2 separate regions of the Danio rerio genome follow, and region 1 is linked to region 2. A link is a contact called in public Micro-C data. All regions are on one chromosome and are shown on one strand. Each heading gives the region's core, a stretch centred on a gene start, on an enhancer-like site or on the middle of the called end of the contact. The rest is flanking DNA. Distances are from core to core; before and after follow the strand shown. Region 1 holds the start of shpk (sedoheptulokinase). Region 2 overlaps ncor1 (nuclear receptor corepressor 1).

What was found. Hi-C and Micro-C count contacts between places; a contact is called where the count stands out from the background.
Region 1: a contact with region 2 is called in a Micro-C map of caudal fin, with 3 times the contacts expected there. The contact joins the promoter of shpk here to the enhancer-like site in region 2. A contact is called at or near these places in 2 of 18 Hi-C or Micro-C datasets (caudal fin and an unstated tissue) and 1 of 4 datasets of contacts at active chromatin or transcription factors (gastrula embryo).

The regions. Positions count from the first base shown.
Region 1 is chr5:42,929,201-42,931,900 of GRCz12tu, forward strand. It overlaps shpk (sedoheptulokinase), which reads left to right and starts at 1,420. Exons shown (of 9, transcript XM_073951313.1): 1 at 1,420-1,821. emc6 (ER membrane protein complex subunit 6) reads right to left here and starts at 2,032. Exons shown (of 2, transcript NM_200056.2): 1 at 1,852-2,032; 2 at 1,050-1,770. The coding sequence starts at 1,750. The coding sequence ends at 1,418. All of the region lies in intron 3 of LOC137495624 (flotillin-2a-like), which reads right to left. LOC141385579 (a long non-coding RNA gene) reads right to left here. Exons shown (of 7, transcript XR_012406275.1): 7 at 2,693-2,700.
Region 2 is chr5:42,716,451-42,719,150 of GRCz12tu, forward strand. The region is part of intron 24 of ncor1 (nuclear receptor corepressor 1); the gene reads right to left. Among named protein-coding and RNA genes, the nearest start is that of si:dkey-65b12.12, 29 kb to the left of the region's middle. Within about 2 kb of position 1,376, at least 4 of the 62 cell types and tissues checked have an H3K27ac peak or open chromatin away from gene starts, as enhancers often do. A contact at or near this core is called in caudal fin, where this site is marked.

The sequences.
Region 1 (2,700 bases), core at 170-2,669, 210 kb after region 2:
ATAAATAAAACTTAGTAAATAAAAGTACAAAAATTAGGTGGTTCTCAATCAGGACATTTATTATGATGTTTTTTAGATACACATGCGTACTATTTTAAGGTACCGATCCAACTTTAGACCAATTTCTGAACAATTATAGACATAACCAATATTAAACAGTTTTTTTGTTTGTTTTTTTATGAAGGATTAATAATTCATGCAGTCATGCACATGGCTCGATCGCTAATATGTCGGTAATTTGATGCTTTGCAAAAGCTGCAGACACCCTTATCGATATTAAAATGTTTTTTGATGCGAAATTTATTTAAAACCTTACGCTGATAAAGAGACTTGAATAGGCCTCGGCTACTATAATAAAGAAAATCCACTCTAAGATGTAAAACTAAATAAATAGCTAAATACTCTGGACACATGAAAGTGTGAAGCCTGCAGCCGACAACAAAGGGGGAAAGTTATTGCGTGTCATATTTAACAAACCGTTTACTATGCATTTAATGTCATTTTGTTCACATTTGTTTGAAGAACCAAATTAGCCATAGATCAGTGATCAAGATTAAAAGATCCCGCATCTGTCAAATCATTAGATCATTTACACGAGGTACCAAGAACGGACCCCTGGTAACCATTAACTTCCATTGTATTTGTTTTTCCTGCCATGGATGTCAGTTTTCAACATTCTTCAAAATATCTTCTTTTGTGATCAACTGAGCAGAACACTCAAATTGATTTAGAGCAAGTCAAGGGCAAGTAAATGATTTCTTTATTGAGCGAACTATGCCTTTATTTACTAATTCTGAAACAAAAAGAACTGCAAGTGTCATTTTAGCACTGAGAAAAACTCTAAATGATCCATTTATAAATATATTTAAAGCGGATTATTTACTCAATTATTTATATTTATCAATCTGCTGAAAATACCTGTAAATATAGAACAGCTTTAATTTAATCATAGGTAAAATATTTAAAGACACTAAAATGTTTCAGTGACGAAGAAAATAATCAGATCTTTTGTATAACGCATTCTTGAGAAAACCAGGCAGATGAATGCATGAGGTTAATCATTTATTTTCCTCAATGAATATAAATTAAAACCATGTGATTTGTACAGATTTAAAGTGGACGTGGATTTTTTACACAGCTCTGATTTGTTATCCGGATCTTACACAGAGAGCAAGCTGAAAACACATTAGTCTTGTTGGCCTACACTACATCCAAACCAGCCCTGTCCCGTAAGGAAAACACTAAACCTACAAGAGGAAATCATCCGACATCTCACATCGTCAAACCTTCAGTGCAATTAGTACTGAGAAAATATTTCTATGCCTAAACATAAGATAAAAAACAAGGTCAGTCAGCACTCTCTACCACCCAGAGGCCTCTCTATCGTGTTACTGTCCTACATCTAGTCCGAGTAGCTTCAGTACACATGCACCATCCCGTACAGGAACGTCCAGAACAGCACGTAGGTGAACAGGCCTCCGACGAGGCCCCCGGTGAACAGCAGACGGCGAGACTTGAAGCACTTGTTCCACCGTCGACCAGCTTTGAGGATGAGGAGCAGCGACAGCAGGAAAGAAGCGAGGAAGTAAAAGACGAAGCCGTAGAGTCCCGTAAGGCCGAGGATGCCCGCGGTGGCCCCGGACAGCGCGGACACCGAGGTGCGGCAGTAGTCGAGCACCGCCCCGTTCCCCCGCACCGACACCTCGCTAATGAACTGCGGACCCTCGCGTTTGGCTGCGACTGAGGCCATGATGAGATGTTAAAAACAGGCTGAGAGACAAAAACAGAAGAGCATTGAAACATCGACCATCACATAAAGCCGTGAGTTCAGTTTAAATCTCCTCCGCTTACCGTTAGAGAGAAAACACTGAAGAACACGAGCGTCTGCCTCCGCGACTCAAGCAAACATCGTTTACATCAAACACTCGTGCATCCCAAACTATCAGAGCTCTGTTACAGCGAGGAATGTGTTATTTAGGAAGATGTTCTGGATAAAACACGGCTTGTGTCATTCAACATCAGCCATTTTCTCGCAAAGCACCATGGGAGATGAAAAATGTCGTTTTATTTATTTTTACAATTAACTCGGATTTAATTTTAAAATAATAACATGTAAAATTGTACGCGTTTGGATGTATAATTTCAAGTAATATTACAGTTTAAATATCTGCTTATTTGATTTACCTTTCACCCAGTGTATGGGATCCGCGAAGGCTCAAAACTTGTGATAAGATGAAGGAATCGTTCGCAAGAGTCGGTTCCTTTGAACTGTTCACTTCAAACAACTGGCCGATGCTTCCATTTCTATGCGTTTTCTGACATCATGGCGACTTTTTCTTAGATGTGACTGACCAAAATACACACTAAAGAAAAAAAACGGACAAGTCTCTACTGATTAAAGCTTCATATTGTTTGATCATAATTTAGAAATATGTTCTTTTAACTTAAAATAACTAATATAAACAATAAAACTAAAACGAATAACATAAAAAAGCTAAAATAATTCAAACAAACTAAACCTATTTTAAACTTTAAAAACACTTTTCTCGTGATGACAAAGCTGAATTTTGCAGTAAGGATTCAGTGTCAGAAGGTTATTCATATTTTTGTGTAATCTTTTTTCATGATTGATAAAACAGATGTGCTTTTATTTAAGGACATTCAGTTGATTAAAAGTGACAGGAAATCATTTTAAACATA
Region 2 (2,700 bases), core at 126-2,625:
TCATTAGATTAAAAAAATTTTTTTTTTACAACACATACAAACTCTTACATATACCTTGGGAATGGTATAACAGAATATTTAAGCAGTATTAAAACCTTGGCTTTTCCAAACTGCGGTAAACCTTGAAACCGGTTATCGTTCCATGCCTAGATAACACACACCTCATTCCAAAACTGTTGTACTTTTCCACATTCCCACGTCATATGAAAAAAAGATCCAAGTTCCTGGTCAGGACATTTATAACAAAAAGGACTATAGGAGGTGTTGATAAGATGTATTTTGATCGAGGACTAGTAGGTTCAATAACAAAAGTGATAGTAAATGAGATTTTTAAATAAAGTAAAAATGTTCTGTCATACTCTTTCCCAGTCTGTGACAGTCAGTTTCCTAACTGTGTTGTATAGCTTAATGCTTTGCTGTAGCCTCCAAGGCCTTTCTGTACTGTACTGTTCCATGAGGTAAAATGACTAGTAGAGGAGAGATCAAACCAAGCAAGGATTGAATGACTGGGAAGATTGCCCCCTCAGGGAACCCTATAGGCATTCATGGCCAATTTTAATTACAAATATAAAAAGAGAGAAGAGTCTGTTTCATACTGTTTACAAAGTTTTTGAAAACTTAATATGCCATTAGAACAAGAAATATCTTTGAGCGTATACATGTCTTTCAGCATCCAATTCCTTTAAAAAAAAAACGATGCACCACCAGCACGAAAACCATTATTATTCCAAATACAGGTAGGTGTTTCTTTCCTCTTGTGTTGATATGTCTGATGCACCCTGAGTTCAGGTAAAGCACAAAATATGTCTTGTTGGAGACTTGAAGAATAAACCACATACTCATTCAGATTCTGATTAAAACCAACAAATCACTCCTGGCTGTGCTGTATTCTGAACTGTGCTAAGCTTCGCGCCTAACAATGATCTTTAGTCATGACTATACAACAGCATGACCTCTATTACCGTATTGCTTAAATGTCGACTCCAGGTCTTGCAGGTCAGATTCACTGCTCAATACTTCGCACCTCCTACACATAGCCTGCATTTGACCTTTCACAAATCAGAGAAACTATATATAAAAAAAAACACTCAAAAATCTGACATAAGTGCAAAATGTAGAGCTGGTTAAAAGAAAGCTGACCCAAATGCAGAGTGCCTCAAACTAAACCCTAAATAAAGGCTGACAAAGAAACACAGCCTTGAGTGAAATCTGCAGCTCTTAGCGTGGATGGGAATGAAGTCTCCCTTCACCTAAAAGCACTTCTTCCCCTTTCTAACTTCCCAGATAGCCCGGGCTCTCACTCACCTCTTTTGAAATATTGAGTCGTGAACTCCTGTCTCATGCGGTGTAAAAAGCATGAGTCTGTTAAGCAGAGATGAGATCAGGTGTTCTCTGTGGTTCTGTAGTGCAGGATGTGATGTGCTCATGCTGTAATAGCTTATCTGTTGCCAGAGTGCGTTTCAAGATGAATCATATGCACACATAAAAACGACTTGGGACTAACAGTTCAGATTTCTGCCCGTGTCTTTTATAGTTCGTGCACGGTTCAAGAAGTCATTTTGAGCTTCTATCAGAGAGAGTATAAAAAAAAAACACTCAAAAATAAATAGCTTTATGATTTACTGAGGAATGTAGAAAAAGAGGAGGAAATATTCCTTCCACTTATGCTTCTGTCATGTTTGTTCAAGGTTTTAGTGAATATTGGTGACATTTCATTACCACTATCAAAACTGAAGAATTTAGGAAAGAAAAGGTATTGTTCAAAAGTTATAAGTCAGTAAATGCTGTCAGAAAGAAACTAAAATCAGCCAACTTGCAGTAAATTAATTTGTTAATTATAAAATATATATCGAAAATTTAAGATTTTCGATATATTTAATGAGAATAAATTTAATAAGAAAATATTAAAATATTATCATGTTAGAGTGATTACTGACCATCATATGAATAAAAAGCCTTTGTAAATATACATTATAAAATAATTGTAAGAGCATTTTATAATGTTGTTGTTCTTATGTCTTATTAAAGAACATAAGACGGTTTTCAAGCTCAACAACAAAAACATCCATACCCCAAACTTTTACAATTTTTAAAACTACATTGTGAACAATTTTTTTTTGTATATTGCATTATTTAATCTGAATATAAATTATATATAAAATTGCATAGTAAACAACCATTAATTCTAATTATTATTTTATTATCCTTACTCGTGTTGTTCAAGATATTTTGTAGTAGTAGTAATAGTAAACTGTCCTGTCCTTGGACAATTCCATAAAAAACAAACAATAAAAACAATACAAAATACAGTAGTTACAATAATTATAATGCTAACTAAGATAAATATTTGATATTCTTGAAGACTTTATACCAAAGTGCTGCAGTTTGTATGTGTGATATTGTTTGTCTTGAACCGCCATGTAAAGTAATGCCCCAATCCCAGTTGCATCATCAGCAGTCATCATCTTATTGATGTAGCATGTATGTGGGACACTGAGAGAAAGTTTTGATCAATAACGCCAATAGCAAAACAGCAATCCTTCAACTCAATATAGCTCCTCAAGCAGAGGTCACTGTGGACCCAAGTCTAAAGTCAGATTTCTTCATCAAACCTAATAATTTTACAAAAACATCCTTACGAACCTGTGATGCAGTGCTAACACACCCTTCAGTTTACTTAACACACGCTGTATTTGTTTT